Regions from separate parts of the Mus musculus genome. Here all the other regions are linked to region 6. Evidence: chromatin contacts called from public HiCAR-type and promoter capture Hi-C data. All regions are on one chromosome and are shown on one strand. The core of a region is the stretch at or near the end of the contact, and the rest is flanking DNA. Distances in the headings are between cores, read along the strand shown.

Region 1 (4,285 bases), core at 388-2,887, 770 kb before region 6:
GGAAGGCTGCTGAGAATGGGCCCCTGGAGGCTTAGGGTTGGGGTAGGTATTAGCTCTGCCATCTGGTCCCCTGATGGGGGGGGGGGGACGGGACGGGACGGGATGGGACACCCAATGTGGATATCAGAAGACTCACCAGCTCATCAAGGTTTCGAAGGTCATTGGGCGTCATGCGGGGTGTGCGGGTGGGAACCCCTGGTACAGTGGCAATTTCAGTGACATCCTCTTCAGCAGCAGGGACGCTGGAAACCTGAGGGGTAGCTCGAAGCTCCCGCTCGATCTCCTGCTCGAACTGTACCAGCCTCGGGGCAAGCAGGCCAAGGCGCGCCCCACGCCGGGCGACCTCCAGCAGGCAGAGCACCACACTCTTCTCGTTCTTGCGTAGCACCAGGTCCTCTGTCTCAAACATGAGCACTTCAGGCACGCCCAGCTCAGCCCGGCACCAGCCGATGAAAGAGGCCACGTTGTCTCGGGCCATGAAGGAGCCAGGCGCCACACTGTGTGCCTGGAAGGCCACACCTCGGGTTGGACGGGCAGCAGCCAGAGCCCGGGCAGCCTCGGTGACAGCGTTGGCATGTTGGCACAGGGTTGTGCCTGTGGCCAGCCCCGTGAGGAAGCCATCGCCACTGCCGGGGAGACCTAGACTGTACAAAGCATTGAGCCAATCGGCCAGGTCTTCCTTCATGGCTTCCACATAGGCCTCACTGGATCGGAAGGGTCGCACACTCTTGGCGGCAGAGCCTGCGATGCCCGCCACTGGGTTCGCCATGCCCAGAGCCAGTGGAGTCACTGTGGGGACATAGGTCAGGATTGCTGTGAAGACTCGAAAGGGTTCAGAATGGTCCACCTCTACCAGCCCGCCACTCAGGGGAGACGCTAAGTTTAAGAGCAAGCTGTGAACAAGCAAACGTAGCACCACATTGTTCTCACGGTGCCATGACCTGCTTTAAGGGACTCAGTAACATTTACACCATTGTAGTGTTTATGTTTGCTGTCTGGCTGGTCGGGAGAGGGTGGCTGGGGACAAGTTGGCACCCACGAGGAAGAAATGCCATTTAAAAACATGAAGACATGTGGGTAGGGAGGGACAGGAGAGGAGCCTCGCCCAGAACCACGGAGAGACTGTTTCCATTGCTCAGCCCATAACCTGCACGAAGTCCCGCCTTTCCCTTCTCCTCTCCGCTAAGGGCCGCGCCACAGGCTGAGCGGCGACCGCGTCTCCATTCTACAGATGAGGAAACTGAGGCGCAGTAAGGGCAGGCATTCGCCGAAGGTCGCAGAGCAGTGGGTGGAGGAATCGGGTCACCCAGGCAGGCCGGATTCCTGCTGCGAAAAGCCGCCCGAGCTGGTGCCTGAAAGGCCGGGACTCCGAACGGCCCCCGCGAGCCTCCGCAGTGCTCGAGGCCTGGTCCAGAGAGGGTGAGTGCCCAGTCAGGGTCACACAGCCCTGGGAAGCAGAGAGCCCGCACCGCCCGGCCCACCTCCAGGCACTCTGGCTAGGGCTCCTGGGGGTCCCCGCGCTCACCTGGCTCACCCCGCCGCCCCGGGGAGCATCGCCCCGGCGGGGCCGGAGCCGGGCCGCGCCGCCGCACACAGGCGTCGCCCGAGATCGCTGCTTCCAGGCGTCCGCTCTGCCCCGCCCCCCTGGAATTTGGATCCGGCCAGGAAGGGGCGGAGCTGCGCTCTTAAAGGGGCCGTGCCTTTCTCGGGCCTTAGGCCCTAAGGCATCACCCCCACCTCACCCCCCCTTTAACTCCGGGTCTGGGTCTTCCTAGGCGGGGTTCAGATCCTTTCAGCTGTCCTTCCCCCGTGACAGTGGCCTCCCCGGAAGCGATAGGGGCCGGGGACTGCAGAGTCACCTCCGTCCCGGGTGGACCTCTGCAAGTCAGATAACTGGGTGCTCTTCCTGCAGGACGGCCCAGGGATAGCTTAAGGTACAAGGACGATGAGGCTCAGGGATCGGAAGGTGGCTGCGGGTTAGGTTAAAAGAGGGGGTGTGGCAGGGGCAACTACACGCCTTAGGAGGAACCTGGAAGATCTAGGGAATCCTGCCCCCTACTGTCGCCCGAGAGAGGAGTGAGATGCTGGAGAGAGACTGGAAATCTTGTGGGGGTGTGTGGACTTAATTTTAACTCAGATCAAGGAAGGAGGCGACGGAGGAAGCTGAGAGTCATCTAGAGGGAAAGTTTTTCACACTGAGGAAGCCTATCTCAAAAAAAGGAAAGGAAGGAAGAAGGAAAGAAAAATGGGTAGGTTTGCAAGGCTGAAGTGGTGAAACATTAGGGCCTTGTGGACCATGCTTTTCAAAGGTCATGGAAGAGAGGTTTATTTGTTTGTTTTTTTTTAAAGATTTATTTATTATATGTAAGTTCACTGTAGCTGTCCTCAGATACTCCAGAAGAGGGCATCAGATTTTGTTACGGATGGTTGTGAGCCACCATGTGGTTGCTGGGATTTGAACTCCGGATCTTCGGAAGAGCAGTTGGTGCTCTTAACCACTGAGCCATCTCCCCAGCCCCCGGTTTATTTGTTAATTATTATTAAATTATTATTGTTGGAGTTTGTTGTGGTTTTGAGGCAGGATCTCACTATGTAGACCAGGCTGGCCTGGAACTCCCTATATAGACCAGGCTGGCCTCAAAAGTCATAGAGATCTGCCTGTCTCTGCCGCCTGAGTGCTGGGATTAAAGGAATGTTCCACCATGTCATTACTTTTACAGAGTTCTGCTATGTAGCCTGAGCTGGCTTTGAACTCATGGTGTGCTCTCTCTGTTGGGATCCCAGGCCTCTCTCTAAGGAGGAATTTAGGAGAGGCTGACGTAGCAGCCATAAGGGCTCCTGTAACTGCTGTTGTTGCAGCGTCAGGGTCAGGGTCAGGGAAGCCTCTGAGGGAGGCAAGTGGTTTAGGTTGAATGGGGAGAGGGGATGCTGGATCTTGACTGCCTGTTGAAAACTGATGATGTATGTTAGTGAGGTGAGTGTGTGAGTATAGATGAGGGAGAAATCCCAGGTTTGGGGGTGAACATTGTGGACACGGAGTTGTTAAACAAAAAAAAAAAAAAAAATAACACCTAGCAGGGAGTGAAGTCCTGAAGAATTGGCTATGGAGACTGAATTCTAAGTGAAGGAATTGAGAAATGACTTGTCCTGGAACAAGCAGTAATGAACCGTCATACCCAGCAATCATCTTCAAAATAATCTGATACACCGATACTTTTTATTACATCTGTTTAGTGAGTGTGTGTCTGTGTCAAGGTATGTAGGCAAGGCAAACTTTTGGGAGTTTGTTCTGCCTTTCACCATGTGGGATCCTGGGTATTGTGGCATGGTGGCAGGTTCCCTTATCCAGCCTCATATGATGGTTTTGTAGATCTAGGGAAGCTGAGGACTGGGGAGGTTAAGGTACCATTGCCATCAGCAGCTCTGCAGGAATTTGACCCCTACTTATAGCCACCTCACTGTGCTTCAGTGTTCTGGACATAGAAGACTGAATCTAAGCTCTGTTGGTCACCAGTGTTGTCTGACAAACTTCCTGGGGGAGATGTCACACACAAGTCTGTGCACTCCTGATAGGGAACCCACAACAGACCAAAGGACTGAAACCACAAAAGCCCAATTTTTATTGGAGTTACAAGAACAGACATGGCTCAAACAGCAGCATCACCAAAGGCCCACCCAAGCATGAGTGACAGCTCCCAAAGATGGGAACCTGATCATAGCCTGCAGGCAGCTCAACAGGTTCTGGAATGTCCTTTCTAGGTGCCTCAGTTGGTCTAAAACTCTCTTCCAGGCAGCTGCTCTGGTCTCAAGAGTCTCCTTTCACTCGGGAGGCAGAGTCAGGAGGATTTCTGAGTTCGAGGCCAGCCTGGTCTACAGAGTGAGTTCCAGGACAGCCAAGGCTACACAGAGAGACCGTCCCTGTCTCGAAAAAAAACAAAAAACAAAAACAAGAGTCTCCTTTAAAACTTGGCTTGTCTGAGAGTTTTCTTTGCAGCTTGGCTCTACTTATCCTGGCAAGTTGGGGCCTAGTGAATCTGGTCTGTTCCAGGGACTTCCTGAAGCCATTTTGAGTTGTCTACTTTCCTTTTTAAAGAGCTTCATAAAGGATGGGATAGAATGTTTCAATATGAAACTCTTACACAAAAACTAGGTACCATGCTTAATCTCCCTAAGCCTCAGTGACTTCATCTGTAAAATGGAACTGTAGTTATCACATCATAATTGTCAAAATACTAGTTATCAGTTCAACTCCGGGTGGCCTGGTGATGGAGACATGTCTACTACT
Region 2 (4,197 bases), core at 1,233-3,732, 560 kb after region 6:
TTCCTAATTTTGGCAGATGATGGAATCATACCATATAGCACCAGTAATTGGCTTTTTGTACTCAGCACAGTTTCTGGAAGATTCATCTAGAATAGGCTGTAGTGCGTTAGCAGTAGTGTGCACCTCTGGCATCTGGGCTGTTGGTGTCCTGCACTGAGGGAACTTTCTTTCGTTGAAGGACACCTGGGCCGTTTCCAATCTTTGGCTGTGACAAACATTTGTTTGTAGGTTGTTCTATAAACATAAGTTGGCATCTCTGAGTTATATGTCCCAGAGTTGAGTTGCTGGGTTGTGCTGTGGTAGCTGCACACTCGGGTTTATAAGAAATAGCCAGACTTCCAGAGTAGCTGTGCCTTCCATTTTACATTCTCGTGAGAGATACATGTGGGGTCTAGTTCCTCTTTGCCAGCGTTTTATGATGTCACTTTTTATCTTAGCCGTTCTCCTTTAATCTGTTTCCTGACAGGATGCTAAGCACTTTTCCTTGAGTTATTTTACCATTTATGTTTTCTTTGAAGAAGTCTATTCGTGTGTTTTGCTGATTTTCTATTTGGATTTTGTTTTAATAATAATTTAAGCTGGGCAGTTGTGGCGTACAACTTTAATCCCAGCACTAGGGAGTCAGATGGATCTTTGTTAGTTTGAGGTCAGCTTGGTCTACAGAGCAAATTCCAGGGTAGCCAGGGCTACACAAAGAAACCCTGTCACAAAAACAATAGCAATAATAATAATAATTTAATAATTTGTTATATATTTTAGGTGCTATGCTGCCTTTTTTGGAACAGTTGTAAGCATTTCTTCCAGCTTGTATCATATCTTATAATTCTTTTAGCAGATCTTTCACAGAAAAGTTTTTAATTTTATTTTATGGATCAAATTTAGATTTGGTATCAAATCTAAAAACTTTCTGCTCAGCCTGGATCCTGTGGAGTTTCTTTGATATTTTCTTAAACATTTTATAGTTTGTATTTTACATTTAAACCTAGGACCTAGTTCATTTTGGTATATGCTGTGACTCGGTTGTTGTTGTTACAGTAGTGAGGCTCAAACTCAGAGCATGACGTGTGTAAGCACACAGGGCAAGTGCTCTGCCATTAAGCTACATCTAGAGATGCTCCCACCCCCGTCATATTTTGTGTCTGAAGTTTTTTGTTTACTGGTAGGCTCTAGTTGCTCGTGTACCACTTGTTAGAGATGTCCTTCCTCCACTGAATTGCTTTGGTGTCTCTGGGAGTATTTGTGTGGCTATTTTCCCATCTCTTCTCTTTTCCATTAAGTCGTGCTTTTGTCTTGATTCCTGTTCCTATTTCCTGACATCCACATGGTTGTTCCAGACCCCACATGTCAGATCTTGGGAGGAGTTCTTCCCACCAGGTCAGCTGCCAGGATCCAGCAGGAGCAACATAGATGCCAGCCTCTGCTGCCAGTCTGGCACATTCTGTCTCCAGCTGCCTAGGCAGGACCTGGCCTGGGCTAGAATCAAGTGTAGTTGCCTCTGAGGGCCAGGGGACAGAGCCTGTGGATGAGGTGGATGAGGTTTCTCTTCCCTGGTAGCCTGGTGCTGGGTGTGAGAAGGATCTCTGGGAGCCTAAGGCTGCCCAGGCAAGGGCAAGTCACAGTCCCCTTTTCTCTCTTTCTCTTATCCGTTCTGGGGCTTTGTGTGTGTAGCCCTGCCCTGCAGAGCCTCCAGGTCTGTACTGAGCCCTGAGTGGTAAGCACAAAGAAATGTTTGTTCCAGAGCTGAGTGGGTGCTGCGATACCCCTCTCTCCCCTAGACAAGAGGCTTGTGAGTGCTGAGTGGAAGATGGAAATCACCAGATCTGATAATGGTTCAAAAGGTATGTGTGGCAATCACACAGCCCCTACCAAGAGAGGGTTTCAGACAGGAGCACCCAGGCCTTCCCAGAGGTCCCTGAGAAGTGCCCAACACATGGCTTGTGTGCCATTCTGGTGAGACCAAGCAGAGGTAGGCACGCATGTGGTCCAGGGTATATTAGGACCTGAGTGGATGAGGCACTGAGAAAGGCAAGGAGTGGGAGTCTTCTGTACCAGTCGCTGCTCTTACCTGCTGTTGCCTCCCTGTCCACCAGCCACTGCTACGGTTTTCTAAGAATGAAGCCCAGTTGGTCCCATCTTGTAGATGTGCGTTAGCATGGTCTGGCTTTGTGACTACCCCCCACACCTGCTGTGCTGTGTGTGTCACTGCCATGTTGGGAATTCACAAGTGTCACAGATGGGTCTTTGGGGGGGGGCAAGATGTCCACTTGACCATATACTTAAGGTCATATTTGTCTCAGGGGTGTGTGTGTATGTGTGTGTGTGTGTGCACCTACATGCATGCATACATGCACGCACGCGCGCGCGCGCACACACACACACACACACACACACACACACACACACACACGCCTGCTCCCCTCAAGTCGTCTGGATCAGCTTGAAGGTCCTGTGACCTGAAGCCCTTCTGCCACCCTCTTGATAGGAGAGAGCTGCCAACCAGGGGCTGGGTCAGTGCCTGTGTCCTGTGTCAGCCGTGTCGGTACAGCCACCCTAAGGCCAACCTGGTGGATGGACTGCCGTTGTACATCTGCTGCCTGACTTTTCAGCATCTGCCTCAAAGAACACTCAAGCTCTGCTCCTTCTCAGGTCTCTGGGCTCCGCAGGGTGGGGGCTACCCCTCTGACCTTCTCCAGGGCCTGCTGAGGGTTCCTGGCTTCCTATGATTTATATGGGAAAGGGAATGTGGGAAGTATTTGATATCAGAAAGCCCTTTCCAGGGTTGATCCAATGGCTTAAGATGACAGAGCCCTTGTTAGAGTTGCTTTGCACTGCATTCTGGGCTGACATTTGCCAACGCTACTACCCTGGCTTTGTCCGTGCTACCATGAGCATCTAAGCTCCTGCCTTCTCCCTCCTGTCCCGCAGCCGGAGCAGCAACTCCCGGATAAGCTCCAGCACATTGGGCCTGTAGGCTGCTCCATCACCAATGAACCCCATGAACCCCATGAAACCCGCCCTGCCCCCTGCACCACACGGGTGAGTGTGGGCTTCTGTGGCCTGCCTCTAGCAAGCCCTTGGCCTTCTGACCCTGCCTTAACCAGCTGCTCTCTTTTAGTGATGGTTCATTTGCATATGAGTCTGTGCCTTGGCAACAAAGTGCCACTCAGCCAGCTGGGTCACTGTCTGTGGTCACTACTGTGTGGGGAGTTGGCAACGCAACCCAGAGCCAGGTGAGTGTGTATCAGGGCCACCCCACTCCCACCCCCACCCCCCAGCCCTCAGGATCCAGAGTCTTGGTGGTGCCTCTACCATCTTAGGGCTCCAAGAACCAGGGACCAAGCGGACTGTCTGAAGCACAAGGATGGGGCTTCCTGAGGGTCTCAAGTCACTAGGTGCCTTTCTTCTGTACTACCATGGGATGTCTTCCCCTGGCTCCAGAGACCCTTCCAGTCAGAACTATAGACAACCACTCCTGCCACCCAGGTCCTCCCCCATTTGCTGGGCATCTCTTGGCATCTAGCACTTTAGGGCTGTGTCTTAAAGACAGTAGTTTGGCTGGTTCTCTCTGGTGACTCCCACTTCCTTGTAGGTTTTAGGGAACCCCATGGGCCCTGCAGGAAGCCCCCCTGGTGGTTCCATGATGCCTGGTGTGGCAGGTGGCAGCTCTGCCTTGACCTCCCCGCAGTGCCTGGGACAGCAGGCGTTTGCTGAAGGAGGTGCTAGCAAGAGCTACGTACAGCAAGGCGTGTATGGCCGAGGGAGCTACCCTGGGGGATCCAGCTTCACTACTGGGTAAGCCAGTGACTTGAAACCATCAGCCTGTCAGTCCTGCAGAAGGGTTGGATGTTGCCTGCTCCTCCCCTACTGTCTCTAGTAGCTACAGTGGAAGTTCTGTTGAGAATGGAAGAAGTGAGTGGAGGGAGGGGAGAGAAAATTAAAAAAAATAAAAAAGAATGGAAGAAGTGCTGTGTGTCCCAGAGAAAGCCTCTCTAGACAGTAAGGCAATCCTGTATCACCTACAGGTATGCAGGAGGCCCTGCAGGCCTGGGGCTCCCCACACATGCAGCACGGCCCTCAACTGACTTCACACAAGCAGCAGCTGCAGCTGCCATGGCTGCTGCTGCAGCCACCGCGACAGCCACAGCCACAGCCACGGTGGCTGCCCTGCAGGAGAAGCAGAGCCAGGAGCTAAGTCAG
Region 3 (4,122 bases), core at 804-3,303, 580 kb before region 6:
AGGCCTTACAGGTGACCAAACTCAGGTTTTATAACAACACATATTACTGACTAATAGGACAAATTCCAGATGAGACGTTGAGGAGGATGGTGAGAGGCAAGAAAAGGCTACCACTAACCTCTGTCGCCTTTCTTATCAGTTGTGATAGAAGAGAACGCATGACAAAAGAGCAGAGAGACTGGAGATCATTTGGGGTTGACTACACACTATAATTAGAATAACATTGAAGGGGAATGAGCTAACTGTTTTTATAAAGTCAGCATTCAAAAATGCAAACCACCAGTAATTTAAATATTACAAAGTTGTGCAGAATATAAGTATTGGAATAATTTTTTCCATCCACAAAATTTTAGAGAAAATTACAGTATCACAAAATATGAAATGGTAAGTTTGGCATATTCTCAGTGTACAGCTTTTTTTTTTTTTTTTTTTAATTGGAAAGGATTTAACAAACTAGTCGCTAGGTTCTTGACAGGATATGATGCTGAAAACCATGTGGTTTGTTTCTGAAACTGCTTCTGGAACCAGAGGGGAAACATCACAAAGGCACTGATGTTGCAGAATGCTGAGGAACCCCGCTGAGGAGAGTTTGAGGGACCTAGTAAACTGTTTCACAACAGCCATAAATTTGTCCTTACCCAGGACTCCTAAATAAAAGCATACCAACTTTACCCAAGAGCTGTTGCATCTGACCTAGCAAAGCGTCGGTGCCTAACAGATGCTACCTCCCTGCAAGTGTGGGCAGAATAGGCTCACAGTGCCCTTTCCAGGAAGGAGCGCCAGTCCACTCCCACCCGTACCTCTCTCTCCATAGAGGACATTAAATCCTGAACACAAAGATGACAAAGTGGAAGGAGTTACTAGGTTACAGTTATGTTGACACGTCCTGGCTCTCGGAACGTCCCTCCCTCCCTCCCTGTTCACATACTACAAACAGTAGAAAAGAGCACATTATAGAAGTCCCATAGAAGGCAGCAATCACCTAGAAACCACTTCTACTGAGTCTCAGGTTTGGTGTGTTGGGAACTCCTCATTCTGCCGTCCCAAAACCCAGCTTTGCCTTTTGCCGGGATTCATCCTGAAAGAAATTCAGTATTCGCTGGGTAAACCAGGTGTCTAGTCCTTAGTGAACTGGGAAACACTATAATAAGTATTATTAAATCGTTTAATGACTACACATGGTGGAACACTCTAAGCAAGTTGCCTACAGTGTATCATTTAATGTTCACCAACACTGCTCATGGGAGTGAGTTACCCCCCCCCACTTTCAGATCAAGTAACAGAGGTTCAAGCAGCTTTGCCTCAAAATCACACAGAAAATAAATCTCAGCCTTTCCCCTAAATCCAAGCTGTCAAGAAAACAAAGCAACTCTGAGTTTTCTTTTACTAGTAAAACCCTGCCTTCGCAACATCACAATCCGCAACTTAGGGTGGAGACCCCAGTGGCAGGTTCACCAATGTCCTATGCTCATCAGCTCTCAACAACCTGCAAAGAAACCGAACTGGGCCAGACAACACCCTCATGCTTGTCCTTCCACTGGGAAAGGATTCCGAGGCAAGGAAGGGCGTGTGGGAACTAAGCTGCCATCCCAGCTTCCATCCTGGCCGAGAGCACCACCTCGGGCGGACGCCGCGGTGGACTCAGAGTAGTCTGCACTCGGTACGGGCGACTTTAGCCGTCACGCACCCCCTTCTCTTCCGTAAGTCGGAAGCAGAGTTCGGCAAAGTTAGAAGCCGGCACTCGGGGCAGAGTCCTGGTAACGCGGGACAGGCGCGTCCACGCCGCGTGCTGGGACAGAAGCCCGAACATCGGGTTCTCCGGGGTCCACGCGCGAGAGAGGGCGAGGGGGTTCGGGGGGGGGCCGGGGTCTCACTCACCGGGGCCGGAGCGGGGACCGGGCGCGGGCCGGGCCGCCAGAGTGAGCGCAGCGGCGGAGAGCAGCGCGAGACGGGCGGCGGGCGGCGCCATGGGCCGTCAGTGCGGGACCCCCGGGCGCGGCCCGGGGCAGAGGGGGCAGCACCGGGAGCCGGGGGCGGCCATGGGAGCAGGACGGAGCTCAGCGTCGCCCCGCCCTCGCCGCCCGGCCCGCCCCGGTCCGCCCCGGCCCGCCCCGGTCCGCCCCGGCCCGCCCTCCTCAGCGCCGCCCCGTCCTCCTCAGCACCGCCCGGATTGCCTGACGCCTGCTAGGATTCCGAGCCGGGCGGCCTGCGCATGCGCGGCCTGCCACTCACGCGCGGGAGCCCGCCCCCGCCCCACCTGGCTCCGCCCCCACAGCAGGCGCGGTGAGGCCACCCGAGGTGTGGAGTCTACAGGTGAGGGCGGGACGGGTCCTGCCTCTGAGTCCCCACGCTGAGGTTTGTCGGCGCTGACACCGGCCGAGCGCCGTGACCCCTGTTTCACCCTTACCTAGGTCGTGACTCACGCGCGAGTTCCACCACTGCGGTAGTAACCAGAACAAACCTCTTGCTCTTGCTAGGCTCGTGGTAGCGGCTAGCCAAAGCGTGTTCTGGAGTCCTCCAGTCCCGGTTCGTATCCCACTTGGTTACTCGTAAGATCTGTATAAATGTATACAGGTTTAAAGAAAACGGGGCTCCCTTCTGCTCAGTGGTATGTCGATACCGTCTGCTCCACAAAGCGGTTGTACAAAGTGAGATAATGCACGGAAACCTCGCACGCACAGTGGGGGCTCAGTAAATGTGGAGTTCTTTCTCCTTGTGGAGTCCTGCAGCTACCAAAGGGACAGCATACTGAGCCTTGTGCAGAATCCTATCATATCCGTGTCAACTAGCGCAACTTATTCTTTTAAAAATATGTATTTACAGCGGTGCAGTGGTGGCGCACGCCTTTAATCCCAGTACTCGGGAGGCAGAGGCAGATAGGTCTTGGTGTTGGAGACTAGTCTGATCTATAAAGCGAGTTCCAGAACAGCCAGGGCTATAAAACAGAAACAAAGAAAAAAATATATGTATGTATAAATGCATATGTACATACATATATGTTTTTTATTGTATGTGTATGGGTGCATGTGTAACACCAGAGGACCATTTGTGGGAGTCGGTTCTCCTTGCACTGTCGGTTCTGGGAACTCAGGTCCTCAACCTTGGTGGCAATTGTCTTTACCGATGAGCCATCACACCAGTTTTAAATTATTATTATTATTATTTTGAGTCTTGGAACTATGTAGATCAGGCTGTCCTCGCACTCACAGAGGTCTTCCTGCCTACGCCTCCCAAGTGCTAGAATAAAGGTGTGTGTCCCCACTCCCAGTTAAATTATTTTTAATTAGTATAAAATGGGTGATACACTATATATTTGCATATATATGTATCTGTGTGTATATATATATATCTCACCAATGTATTTTGCTCAACCATCAGCAAAATAGGAACCATAAAAGACCTCAAGGTCCAAAGATACGGAAGCAACAAAAGTGCCCAACTCGATGGGGCAAGCGCTGTGTCTCTTCATTAGGGGAGACTTGGGGTTCTGTGGCTTAAATTCTCGGTCTCCGCGAGGCAGCCCCCCACCCCCCAGGATCTCGAGCCTCCTTACTCCTCCTCACACCCCCAGGCAGCGGGGATTTTCCGATTGCTCTTGCTTAAAACGCCACGGCGACGCCCGGCAGGACAGGTCCGGGCTGTGCACCGAGAGCTTTCAAGTCCTTGGTCCGGGGCTGGCAAGTACAGGCCTGCACCAGGCTTGGCGGTGGCAGGAACATCTGCCCTCCTGTTCCTACTCGCTGTGCCCGGAGCAGGGCTGGGCGATCCTGGCCCCGTGGGATACCCTGGCCTACCTGGGGTACACCCACCCCTGCGCCCTGTGCCCCTCGCCCTCTCACTGGGCAGGTGTTCTCCCCAGCCTTCCCACACTCAGGAGGCAGCTCCCAGAGCTGGGCCCCAAGGGCGTAGATACCTCCCACGAGGCGCCTGCCTTTCTGTCCCTCTCCACCCACACGACCCAGAGCTGTGGCAAGAAGAATCTTGTTCAATCGTTTGCTTTCCCTGTTGTTCCTGAATTCAAGAACCCTAGGTGTTTCTGAGTGGACGCCCCCACCGCCCAGTGGACACACCCTTCACTTACTAGTGAGAACTCAGCCTCCAGGTTCCACACGTGGGACTGTT
Region 4 (3,929 bases), core at 852-3,351, 890 kb before region 6:
CATCCTGTATCCAAGAGCTGAGTCCGGGTGGAAAGAAAGAGGCCAGCTGGTGGGAACACATATCCTGGGATGCTCTGCTTGGTGAAGGGCAAACCTAAAAGAAGAGAAGAGGTCCCCTCTGGGAGGAGCCTTGCTGCAGAGATGGGGGAAGGGCACTGCCACCGCAAAGGCGTAGAACATGAAAAGGGAAATTCCAACCATCCAAATCCCAGCATTCCTGGCTTTCCATGCTGTTAGCAAAGGCTTAAAAGCCACTCAAGTTAGGATTCTTGGCTATTATGGATCACAGACACTTTTGAAAAGCGCAGATGCTCTGTACTTGCCTCCAGATTTATAGATGACTACAGGAACGACTACAGCAGATGACTGCAGCTGACACAAAGAAGCCCAGTTACTCTTTGCCCCAATCCCAAAAGAAATGAGAATGAGAGAAAGCCAATGTTGGTCAAGGTCACCCTGCAGCTAAAGGGTAAGGTTTCAGGGCAACTGCAGTCTAGCTGACTCAGAACCCCTGTAAATTTTGGGAAAGAGGAAGGGGATATTAAATAACAGCCATTTACAGCAATGAGGTCCACATGATGGTTCCGTACTGGCTAGAAACGGCATGAAAATGAATGGCTTTCATTTTTACACAGCAATTACTAAAATTCGCGATGTTATGTACTGAGCAAGTAGTGGGACGAAGCCTGGTAGAACGAATACTCCTGTTCCACCCACTGCGCAGGGTGCGCAAGAAAGGGTGGGCAGAGTTGGCATGGCAAGCGGCTGCTGGATACCTGATACGCTGGGTCCAGACGGGGCTTGCTCCATTTCAGATGGGAGATCAGTCTGAATCTGGGGTCTAACAGTGTGTGGGGCACAGGGGTTGGCCCCGGTGTTTAATTACAGACATAAAAAATGTGGAGGGTGGTTTCCTTTTTCTAAAGGAAAATCCAGAGTTGGGGCGCCCCAAGGGAGGGTCTGGGTAAAACCGCTACTTTGTCAGGTGGCATGCACCTCGCAGCGGGTCTAGCTACTTCTGAGAGGAGTCCTCTCGGGCTGCTCACTGCTCCGCCAGGAGGGGGCGACCCCTTCCCACCCCGCGCTCCCGCGCACCTCGGAACCACTCCTCGGACTGCAGCGTGCTCTGCACCGCGTGGCCTTCGAGCTGCGCGCGGATCTCCCGCAGCGCCGACGTCACGTCGCACTTGAGGGCGTCGCGAGCCTCGGCCTGAGCCTGCGCCTGCGCGGCCCCGCAGCCCTGGATCTGACCGAGCAGCTCGCCCACCTCCTCCTGGTGGTGGCGCCGCAGGTAGCCGCACTCCTCCTGCAGCGCCTGCGCCTTCTTCTGCAGCTCCACGCGCGCCGCTTCCGCCTCCTGCGCGAAGCGCGCCAGGGCGCGCGCCGCCGCCTCCGCCTCCTCACGCTGCCGGGCCTCCTCGTCCAGCCGCTGGCGGACGTGAGCGATGTCCTCCAGCAGGTGCTCCTGCTCCAGGCGCAGCTGCCCGCGCGCCGCCCCGAGGCGCAGCACGGCGCCGCGCATCTCGCGCACCTCGCGCTCGTACAGCTCGCCCATGGCGGCGCGGCCGGCTTGCTGCTGCCGCAGCGCCGCCGCCTCGCCCTCCAGGCTGCGGTTGTGCGCCTCGAGCTGCCTCACCTTGTCGATGTAGCCCGCGAAGCGGTCGTTCAGAGCCTGCAGCTGCTCCTTCTCGCTGCGCGCCGCCACCGCCGCCACCACGCAGCCCTCTGGGCCGTTGCTTAGGGTGTCTAGCGAGTCGGTGCTCGAGGCGGCGCCGCGGAAGCGGCTGGGTGAGGCGGACACGGAGCTCACGGACGTCCGCGCCCACGAGTGGAAGCCGCTGGAGGAGCCGGCCGCGGAGCGCGTGCCGCCCGGGCCTGCCTTGCGGCTCAGCGAGTAGTGCAGGCTGCCGCCTCCGTGCAGCGGCGCGAACGGGGCGCCCAGCAGCGCATCGGCGCTGCCGAAGCTCATCATGGCCGGAGCAGGTGCGGCCGCCAGCGGAGCGGGAGTGCGGGGCTGGGACGGGGCAGGCAGCACTGCGGCAGCTCTGGGACTCCGGCTCTTTTATATCCGCGGTGGCCCGGTCCGGCCCCTCGGCAGTGGGGGGCTGGGGAGGAGGGCCCCACCCTCTCCACCTCCTCCCCCGCGGCCCCGGGCCGACCGGCTTCTCCGCAGTGAGAGGGGCGGGGCTGGGGGGGACGACCCAGGAGTGAAGGGGAATCGACGCATCGTCAGTAGAGCCTCCCGAGGTCAGACCAAGGAGTAAAGGACTTCCGGAGCGGACAAGTGCAGACCTCCAGGTGCATGTCGGAAGACCCTATTAGTCAGAATAAGACCCTCAGAATAAGAGAGGGCACTGGAAATAGGGAGAGGATTGCAGAACTGATGGGTCAGGGCGCCTTCGGGTTGAAGCAGTGGGAGACTGCAGTGATTACTATGAGAGGACACCCCCACTTGAGAAGCAGCACAGGGTTGGTTCCCTGATAGTTAGAGAGGACCTTGAGATGAGGAGTGCAGACTGCAGTCACCCACGAAGGGATTCTGTATGGGGTTGCATGATGGATGCTACTGATGATAAATGGGGACCTTCTAGCTGGCGGTGCAGTGTTCCCCAGATACTACAGCGGCCCTGGGCCACCCAAAGGGGCTTAAGGAACTGTACAGCTGGCTTCGGGGTTGGGGTTGGGGTGGGCGTGGAGTTTGAAAGGACCGCAAAGCTACCCTGAGAAGGAGAACACTGCAGACGGAGAAAGGGAGCGCTGGGTGAGAGGAACGTGGTGCTCTCTAAAAATTCCAGTGGCCACGACTGGAAAGTGGAGTCTCCTCTTGCCCGGAAAGGAAAACTGCCTACGAAGAACAGGGGGTCCCTCAGTAGGCAGCAAGAGCCTCAACACCGAAGCCAAGTTCTGCCACAGGGTGGGGTTAGCTTCTGTGCTTCGCTAGCTGAATGACCTTGTACAAATTGTGTTCTCCTATGTTTGGTTTTCCCTTGTGTGCAAGAGACAAGATGCAGCTCCAAGCTCCCATGTGCCCCTAGGAGGTTCGAACTTGGGAAATGTCTGGCTGATTTTGGGGAGGAGAACCCACATATTGCCAGTCGGAATAGTAACCAGTTCCTCTCACCTGAGAACTTTGTCTTTCTCCCTTCCTTGCCCGATTTTTCTGCTTTATCTTGGCATCTCATTCCTTTTCCAGAATAGATGAACCAGTACTGCCGTAAGCATCCCCTTTCATGCTCCGAGGAAGTGGTGGAGTGGTTTTTCAGTACCAAAGTCCACCGACCTCCATCATGAGCCCTACTGAGGCTTCAGGTGAAAGGGCGGGGACGGCGGAGGGGCTTAGACTTGGAGCTCTTGCTTTATTATACGGCTCGTTCTTGGTTTGGTTTTCCGGTCAAAAGCGGTGTTAGTGGACGGAGCCGCCCGTGCCGCTATCGCTTCAGCACCACGGACAGCAGCCGCTCCTCGGATGGGAAGGGTTAAATCTATGCCTAACGGAGTAGGGAGGTTCCATAGCTTTTCCAAGCAGTCCCTCTGTGCGGTACAGGGGAGGATTGGATGAGTCATATGACGGGCTCGAAACGACCTACGGTTGTATGTAAGTGACCCACCCCTGCATGTCCTGTCCAGTGCCTGGCTCTCTGTGAAGTTCTTTCTCCCTGCAAACCTCTTCCCGGAGCAGAGAGAGCCCCACTCCAATGCCCACTGACAAGCTCTGGAAACCAGTATAGACTTCTTCAGATCAGAACTTCTCCCAGGCAGTTACCTCAAGCCTCACTGCACCCCAGTTTGCTGTGGTTTTCTCTTTTGGAGGGATCCCTAGGAGGAGAACTGATAGATTCCCTAAAAGAGATCCCTTTCCTGTCCTGTGTCTCATTCCCAGCCCCTGGCTGCAGGCCAGGAGAGTGCACTAGGGAGGAGGGGGAGGAGAC
Region 5 (4,067 bases), core at 1,247-3,746, 690 kb before region 6:
CTCAGCAAGCCTTCCCCTACTGTCCATCCGTCATGCCCTGGGGTGCCACAGTCAGCTATGGCAGACGACAGCCCAGCTGGAGGGGGCCAGGGTCTTCCCTTGGGGCCCAGGACACTAAAGTCATATCTTCACAAGGTTCCGTGAGCTTTACATATCAGGAAACTGAGGGTCTGAGAGGAGGCACCTACCTGGGTTAGCCATGTGGGCGTAGAACTGGGATATGTGAATGCTGGAACCAGTCAGAGAAGTAGGGCTGAGGCGAGGAGGGATGTCACAGGGCCAGGAAGTCATCCTACTATGGGATGCGGACTGGCAGCAGCCAAGTGTTCCAAGGTGGCTCTGCAGAGCCCCTGGGCATCCTAGTTGTAGGGGCTCAGTCTCACCACATTCCTGGGGTTGGGGGTGGCCCTTTGGATGCCTTCCCGGGCCTCCCCCTCCTCAGCACAAAGCCTCTTTTCTGCCTTCAGTCCCTCAGCTGCCAAGGGGTGCCCGGGGCGCCTGGCTGGGAGTGGAGGAAGGGTTGACAAGGCGCAACATCCTCATACTGTCTCCAAGATACTGAGACAGGGCCACGAGGGGAGGTCCCGGCAGCTAACGTCCACAGGTAACTCTGGTTTTAGGTCCCTACCCTACTTCAAGATGGTAACCAGTGGGGCCCCAATGTGCGTGGCCTGTGCTCTCAGAACAAACCTTCAGACACAGGATAAGCAAAAGGGGAAACTGAGGTTCACGGCCATCAGTCTCGGTGTCTGTAAAATGGGTATGAGGGGGCTGCTGCAAGAGCTTTGTGACAAGACTATACAGAGGGACAGACTGGGTGAAACCCAGACACCTGCCCACAGGCAGAGTCCCCACACAGGAAGCCGGGGACACGGAGTACAACTCGGAAGTGGTGGCCTTGGGCCAGCTGGAGGGAAGTGTCTCACCCATCACCCCAAGTCTGACCCCAGGAAGCCCTAGATCCTCACCCCTCTTATGTGGGGCTTACTCTATGAAGTGGGACAGATAATTCCCCACTCTCAGACTTTGTTTCTTTCTCTATAAAACAGACAGCAGAGAGAAGCAAGCCTAGATAGCAGCTGGGAAGGTTCTAGAAGCAATGGATGCAGGAAAAGTGCCAGCCCACACCAGCTGTGGTTGGCACACTGTAGGGGTGCTGTGGCATCTGCCACATCTGCCACTCGGCTGTTCCCATCTCAGACAGCTAACTGCCTGACCTCTGCTGCCTCAGCCACTTCTACCCCTGAGCCTGCTCTACCCGGTCACCTGCTTTTGCTAGCTCCCAGGGGGGGTTGCTGGCCTCTGACCACAAGAAAGGGAAACTTCTAAAAAGAAAGAAGTGAGGCCACAGGGGGGTGGGGCCCTCACGGGCCTTTGAATGGGCTGAAAGGCCTAAGAGGCCTGGTTAGTCCACATTGTCTGTCCTGGAGACAGGGGCAGGGGCTACAGGCAGAGCAGGGGCCAGGGCAGGTTCAAACTCTGCCATCGAGTCCAGAAAGGGAGAGCTGAATCCCAGCTCTTCCATGAATACCCACCACGAGCACATTAGTCTCAGTTTGCCCCTCTATTGAGTGGGGACAAGTTTCCCTACATCCTCCAGTCTTGAAGGCACTGTCTAGAAAAAGCCCCACAGGACCCGATCCTGGGAAACACTCCACAAAGGCCGGCAGAGAGTCATAGGCTTTTGGGAGGTCCAACCAAATGCCAGGTCCCAGGGGGCCTCTGACACTGACCCACTGTGCAGTCTCCACCCCAGTCCTTCCTCCGAGTGAAATAAATAGCTGGGACATAAAAAAAGAAAAAAGAAAAAAAAAAAGAAAGAAAGAAAGAAGAAAAAGACAGTAGCAGGGGAAAAGAGAGGGGATTCCTGAAGGGCTGGCTAAGGGGTGATCCTGGCATTTTACATGTACATGAAGGGAAGGGGGGCTTGGGCGAGACCCACAGAAGTCCTGGGAAGCTCTGTTGCATTGCCATGGGTCCACCTTCTGGGGCCTCCGGGATCTCAGTAGGGGAGGCCGTCTGTTCTTTCACACAGAAGTAGGTGAGCCGGCTATCCTGAGCACAGCGTGCCAAACCCCTGCTCCCACTGCTTATGGTATAGAGATGAGCGATGGAGCCCCTGCAACAGTCTCGGACTGCCTCCGATGTCCCGGGATTGCAAGGAGCTGGGGTCGGGTCTCTGTCCCAGTCCTAGGGTTGCATGGAGCTGGGGTCGGGTCTCTGTCCCAGACCCTGAAGTTGCACAGAGCTGCGATCGGGTCTCTGCCCCAGTCGCGGGATTGTACGGAGCTGGGGTCGGGTCCCTGTCCCAGTCTCGGGGTTGCACGGAGCTGGGGTCTGCTTCCCTCACCCCAGTGCTGGGATTGCACAGAGCTAGGGGAGACTTACCTGCGACCCGAGAACCGGGCGCCCGGGACGCTCCACGCGGCGCCGCCTCCCGGGAGCAGGAGCCCGAGGCAGAGCAGCGTCCAGGCCCGCGGGCCGCCCATGCTGTCGTCCCCACCGCAGCCGCGGGCGCGCAGAGCCGGTTCCGGGCGGAGCAGGGCGGGGGCGCTCGGCTTCGCCCGCCCCTCGCCCCCCGCCCCCCGCCAACCCGGAAGCCGTCCGCGCCCCCGCCAGGACGCCCTCCAGGTGCCCACCTGAGCCGCAGACTGGGAAACTGAGGCCCTGGCCGCACCCGCCCCCTCGTCCCCGCAACGCTGCCAGGACCTGAACCCACCACTCCAGAGCGATCGCCTCTGGACGCACATCTTTGACATCTTTGCGGAACTGGGTTCCCGAAACACACAGGATCTTCCCATCGACCTAACACAGGCTTCCTGCGCGAGCTGTGCCATTGTCCCAGGCATCTCACCCCATACATCCTGCCCTGACTAAAGCTTTCATCACTCCGTGTTGGGCTGGCTAGGTCGCCCATGTTACGGAGGAGAAACCCGAGGCTCAGGTGCTCCCGCGTCCCCTAAGTGCAGTGACCCTTATACCTGTTTTACAGGGAGACACTAAGGCCCAGAGCACTCTGGCAGAGTAACCCCAGACCCACAATCCCCTCATCTCAGTGTTGGGGTCTAAGCACAAGTGTAGACAGCATTTTGGCATAGGCCTCAATTTCCCATTCCCTAAGGTAAGGACTGGCTGAGAGCAGAGGGCCTGGGTGGGACTCAGGCACATTCCACGCGGCATAGCAGGTGCGAGGAGTTTGCCTGTGCTGACATGATAGACTATTTGTGTGCATGGATAATGTTGTATGCATGCACGGCGCTGTAAACATGTATGTGCTGAATCTGTGTGTACACGATGTGTTTGTGAGCATGGGCAGTATTTGCTTATGTACGCCATATTTGAATGAACAATGTATGTGTTTGTGTGGTGGGCATGTGTATGCATGTATGTCTGTGTACACGTGAGATGCCTGTATGCATGCATATCATGTTTGTGTACACGTGTGCATGTGTGTGTATATGAACATGTGTGTATATGAACATATATGTACATATATGTACACACATATATGTACATATATGTACACACATATATGTACATATATGTACACACATATATGTACATATGTGTGTATATGAAGTATGATTTTCTTTCTTTCTTTCTCTTTCTTTCTTTCTTTCTTTCTTTCTTTCTTTCTTTCTTTCTTTTAGATGAGCTCTCTATATGTCCTGGCTTGGTCTGGAACAAATACACACACACACACACACACACACACACACACACACACACACATATATAATATGGCTAGCTTTCATTTCACAGAGGTCTGTCTGCCTCTGCCTCCTGCATGCTGGGTTCGATACTGTGCCCAGCTCTACACAAGAGCAGAGTCGTCACCAAGGGAGGTCACAGAAGACGTCTACTGCACGCCCCAGCAGTGAGCAGCCTAGGTCAGGGAATCTTTGCCCAGCTCAGCTGTGCAAGGGGCCATGCTCCTGTGGTTGCTTGCCCATCTCTGTGTGGAAACAAAGACAGTCTGAGTCCTGGGGCTTGCTTCTCCTGGACCTGTGGGTAGAGTCAGGACCAGGGCATAACCAGAGTCCTTTGCAGAGAAAGAGAGAGCCCAG
Region 6 (4,013 bases), core at 467-2,966:
GCATCCATGTTCTTCTGCCAGCAGATGGCCTCCTTGGCTGAGGTCCCTTCCATCACCACATGTGTCACCTTTGAGCTGGAAGGAGAATGAAACCCAGGGCCCTTGCTGTGCTGCTCCTATCCCAAGCCTTTGTTCTTGCACTGTGACAGGCCTCCATTCCTCCAGAAAGCCTTCCCAGCCCCTCCTTGATGGGAGAGCACCTCTCCATTGGTCCAACAGGTTCTTAGCTGCAGCCTCACCCACAAGCCACTTGGGCATGTTACCCGCCACCCTCTGCCTCAGGTGCCTTAGTGGCCAGGGCCAGGTGTTTCTGATCTCAATGCTAATTGCTGTTTAGAGACTTGCTTTGTAGGCCAGGCTAGCCTGGAACTCTAGTACCCTTGTACCAGGACTACAGGTTGGCATACCATTCTGCTAAGATTTTAAGACACAAGAATTTTGCCCTATTTATTCAAACCCCAGTAGGCAGACTCTTGTTGTATGTACTTGGAAAGCATCGTATTTATATTTCCTTTACACTGGGAAAATCCAATGCAGGCCACCTTGTCAGGCTGTGGTAAGAATGTAGAGCCACACGAAATCCAAATTGTTATCTCTACTCTTTTAAGTGTAGTCTTGAGCCGGGCGTGGTGGCGCACGTCTTTAATCCCAGCACTTGGAAGGCAGAGGCAGGCAAATTTCTGAGTTCGAGGCCAGCCTGGTCTACAGAGTGAGTTCCAGGACAGCCAGGGCTACACAGAGAAACCCTGTCTCGAAAAAAAACAAAACAAACAAACAAAAAGAATGTTTCATTTGTGGAGGGAGGAGTTAGTTGCAAACAAACTAGCCAGCTACACGGGCACAGGCTCCTTTAGTCTCCTCAATCTCAGTTACTCCACTGCCCTGGGCATTTTCTCTACTGGAGCTAGTTGGTGACGTCTGCAAACTCAGGACATCTTTGACCGCTGGCTCATTGGAGGGAATGCAGCTAGCAAATATTTCTCACTAACCATTCTTTCTTTTATAGCTCTTTAAGAAGCCTCTGACTCGATGGCATCCTTTCAAAAAGAGGAACTCCGGGTTGGAGACCGTACCGCAACCGCGAAGTACCGAGGCTGGCTTGGAACCCAAAGCCGCAGGTGCTGCTTGCTGTCACAGCTGCGCGCCAGCTCCCGCCCTGGGCCACAGTAAGTCCCTACCCTGGGGTGACGGGCACAATTACACCAGCTCCCGGAGGGGGATGGCATCCCACCACCATCGGGGCCTCCCGGGAGCCGCACACCTGTAAGCATCTAGGACGCGGAAGCCTTTGGACCGCGCCAGGCGGGTGAGGAAGGCCCGGCGGCTGCGGCCCATTCGCGGCTCCGCAAGGTAGATGGCCACATCCGGGAAGCGCACCACCGAGGGCGGCGTGGAAGAGGCTACCGCGCTGTGTGGGGACCCAGCTCGCACTCGCCGTCGCTTCGGAAGCATCTGGGCACCAACTCTGGAAGCACAGGAAGCCGCAGAACGAAGGAAGGCAGGGTCATGAAAGAAGGCGGAAGGAGGAGAGAGGAAGTGGTGTCTGCTCTATGCAAACGAGACGCCCTCTAGGATGCTTTTGGCTTCCCATCGGAAGCCCCAGTTCTATGCAAATAACGCCCGAGGATTCTTATTTGAACTACTCTCATAGAAAGCCCCAGTGGTTTCCCAGACCTTAGAGTAGCCTGGGCCCGTAGGCGGGGCTTCGCCTCGTACTGGGCGGGCACTTTTCTCCTCTCGGGGGCGGAGTCTCGGCCTCTCTTCCTCGCCCCCGAGGGCGGGGTCTCAGGTTATCCTGGCCATATGAGAAGTCCTGGATAACCCTCCACTGCCTCTGCTGGTGACAGAGCGCCCACGCCACTTCCCCTGGGTATGCAGAGGGGAACGGAGTTTGAGTAGTATACATGTGAGCTGGTGGAGGGTGAAAACGTTTTCCAATGTAACGAACAGCATTGGGACAGCTGGCGTTCCATTTGGAAAGTTAAGTCTGCAACCCTATAGGTTGGAACAATAATATGAACTAACCAGTACTCCCAGATCTCATGTCTCTAGCTGCATATGTAGCGGAAGATGGCTTAGTCGGCCATCATTGGGAAGAGAGGCCCCTTGGTCTTGCAAACTTTATATGCCTCAGTACAGGGGAACACCAGGGCCAAGAAGTGGGAGTGAGTGGGTAGGGGAACAGGGCGGGGGAGGGTATAGGGGACTTTCGGGATAGCATTTGAAATGTAAAGTAAGAAAACACCTAATAAAAAATTGGGGAAAAAAAAAAAAAGACTAGATCCCAGTGGAAGTGAACAGAAATGGTTTCTATGTGCCCTTTTTCCCCGATTGAAGAAAAATAATTCCAGTGGCTCTTCATCTGGAACAGCATTATTTATGGATTTTATAGATTAAACTTATTAAAATTCCTTTATAGTTACATTAGGAAGGATTTTGAGTCCTGATTGATACCCTTTGTTCAGTTATTTCACTGGATCTTTTGTCAGAAATGTTCCTATGCCCCATTATGCCATAGTCAAAAAAAAAAAAAAAAAATTGGCCCCCTTACAAACTGCTTAACATTAAGCAGATCTCAGACGGATCAGCAATCATTTAAATCCGAAAAAGAAACCAAAGCTATATTAGTGACACTCGATTTTTTTTAATTTTTAAAAATATTTATTAGATGTATTTATTTTTATTTTCTGTGTCTTCGTGTTTTACTTGCATGTGTAGCTGTACCCCACGTACATGTTTGGTGCCGTCGAGTGAGAATGTTTCAGATCCTTGGAACTTGAGTTAAGAACATTTGTGAGCCGCTGCCCCTGTGAATGCTGGGAATCTAACTCAGGTCCTCAGCAGGAACAAGTGCTCTTAACCAATAAGTCATCTCTCTAGCCCCTTAAAAAAATTTTTTTTTAATTATGTGCTTAATTGTTTTGCCTGAATGCATGCATGTACACCACGTGTATGCCTGGTGCGGGCAGAGATCTTGAACTGCAGTTAAAGATGGCTGGGAACTGAACCTGGGCTCTCTGCAAGAGCAGCAAGTGCTCTTAACTCCCAAGCTATCTCTCCAGCCCCATTGGAAGATTTTTGTGATCTAAGGAGCACAACCAACTGGAGGAAAAGAATGGCAAGTGGAACCACATGTAACTTTAAATCCTGGCCTGGCAGGGTGGCATAGCTGCACTGTCAGCACTCCAACCTGAGAAAGGAGGGACTCCATTTGAAAGTAGTTTGAGCTGGCTGTGGGTTGTGAGTACTGAGTGTCCTATATGTGTCTGTGTGCCTAAGAGAGTCCCAGAGCAGGCTAAAGGGCAGGTCTGTAATCCTCCTGTGCAAGGTGGAGAAAGGAAGGGATCTCTCCTGGAGCGCTGAGAGACCTGTTTGTGACTATCCTGGCACTGGAGGTAGCTTTTGCAGCAGAGCTAGCAGCAGGATGCATAGTTACCTGGTAGGTCCAGGACCTAGTATTGCTAAGATGTGCTTGAATGGAGTTGCCCTTCCTGGAGAGTGGTCTTCGGGTGGTAACAAAGACTCCACAGAACAAAGACTTCAGATTCCCATATGGAAATTGTCTGGGTTTCAGTCCTACAGTGGTAGTCATGTGGTGGGGAAGTGAGTCTGAGAAGGGGCAGCCCAGATGTGTGCTGCTCTCTGTCTCCAATACGAGGTGCCCTTAAGAAAAAAGGGAGGTGTGGCCTAATCTCCTGATAGAAACAATGTTGTGTATGCCTTCATACATACCAAGGAACAGGCCCAAAAAGTTCCTTAATTAAGAACAGGTGGCCTCAGGAGACAGGCCCAGCAGGGGACAGAGACCTGACATGGTGTGGGTAGTCTCCGGCTTTCCCCTTCCAGAACCCCCAGGCTGCTCTCGTGCCTCTTGGGAAATAGTGAAGTCAGACTGATTTGGGTGGTCTGTTTCAGTAGAGTTAGCTCAGGGGTTCCCATCTAAGTTTCAAGCCTTCCCCTCTCAGAGACCCCCACTTAGTCAGAGAGCCTGCTACCCCCTTTAAATGCCCTGA

The links. Promoter capture Hi-C pulls out the DNA fragments that hold promoters and counts their contacts. HiCAR-type assays count read pairs that join an accessible place to other places.
Region 1: a HiCAR-type map of astrocytes shows a contact between it and region 6, with 3 times the contacts expected there. The contact joins the promoter of Gas2l1 here to the promoter of Polm in region 6. A contact is called at or near these places in 4 of 39 promoter capture datasets (cranial neural crest, hippocampal neurons, liver and 1 more) and 4 of 115 datasets of contacts at active chromatin or transcription factors (astrocytes, forebrain, memory CD8 T cells and 1 more).
Region 2: a contact with region 6 is called in a HiCAR-type map of astrocytes, with 2.6 times the contacts expected there. The contact joins the promoter of Zmiz2 here to the promoter of Polm in region 6. A contact is called at or near these places in 1 of 115 datasets of contacts at active chromatin or transcription factors (astrocytes) and 1 of 9 other capture datasets (embryonic stem cells).
Region 3: a HiCAR-type map of astrocytes shows a contact between it and region 6, with 2.5 times the contacts expected there. The contact joins the promoter of Kremen1 here to the promoter of Polm in region 6. A contact is called at or near these places in 8 of 39 promoter capture datasets (cranial neural crest, embryonic stem cells, hematopoietic stem and progenitor cells and 3 more) and 2 of 115 datasets of contacts at active chromatin or transcription factors (astrocytes and memory CD8 T cells).
Region 4: a contact with region 6 is called in a HiCAR-type map of astrocytes, with 2.3 times the contacts expected there. The contact joins the promoter of Nefh here to the promoter of Polm in region 6. A contact is called at or near these places in 1 of 39 promoter capture datasets (liver), 1 of 484 Hi-C or Micro-C datasets (B cells) and 1 of 115 datasets of contacts at active chromatin or transcription factors (astrocytes).
Region 5: a contact with region 6 is called in a promoter capture Hi-C map of second pharyngeal arch cranial neural crest. The contact joins the promoter of Emid1 here to the promoter of Polm in region 6. A contact is called at or near these places in 5 of 39 promoter capture datasets (cranial neural crest, frontonasal cranial neural crest, hippocampal neurons and 2 more), 1 of 115 datasets of contacts at active chromatin or transcription factors (astrocytes) and 1 of 9 other capture datasets (embryonic stem cells).

The regions. Positions count from the first base shown.
Region 1 is chr11:5,063,690-5,067,974 of GRCm38.p6, forward strand. Gas2l1 (growth arrest-specific 2 like 1) reads right to left here and starts at 1,638. Exons shown (of 7, transcript NM_144560.3): 1 at 1,526-1,638; 2 at 1,148-1,405; 3 at 137-789. The coding sequence starts at 769.
Region 2 is chr11:6,392,643-6,396,839 of GRCm38.p6, forward strand. Zmiz2 (zinc finger, MIZ-type containing 2) reads left to right here and starts at 2,483. Exons shown (of 19, transcript NM_028601.3): 1 at 2,483-2,646; 2 at 2,926-3,036; 3 at 3,116-3,230; 4 at 3,590-3,792; 5 at 4,023-4,197. The coding sequence starts at 2,987.
Region 3 is chr11:5,259,557-5,263,678 of GRCm38.p6, forward strand. It overlaps Kremen1 (kringle containing transmembrane protein 1), which reads right to left and starts at 2,054. Exons shown (of 9, transcript NM_032396.3): 1 at 1,879-2,054. The coding sequence starts at 1,969. Gm46268 (a long non-coding RNA gene) reads left to right here and starts at 1,461. Exons shown (of 4, transcript XR_003949640.1): 1 at 1,461-1,660; 2 at 2,160-2,526.
Region 4 is chr11:4,945,963-4,949,891 of GRCm38.p6, forward strand. It overlaps Nefh (neurofilament, heavy polypeptide), which reads right to left and starts at 2,102. Exons shown (of 4, transcript NM_010904.3): 1 at 1,096-2,102. The coding sequence starts at 1,972. It also overlaps a transcript of Ap1b1 not described here.
Region 5 is chr11:5,149,734-5,153,800 of GRCm38.p6, forward strand. Emid1 (EMI domain containing 1) reads right to left here and starts at 2,497. Exons shown (of 15, transcript NM_080595.3): 1 at 2,389-2,497. The coding sequence starts at 2,489.
Region 6 is chr11:5,836,300-5,840,312 of GRCm38.p6, forward strand. It overlaps Polm (polymerase (DNA directed), mu), which reads right to left and starts at 1,717. Exons shown (of 11, transcript NM_017401.2): 1 at 1,262-1,717; 2 at 1-75. The coding sequence starts at 1,452.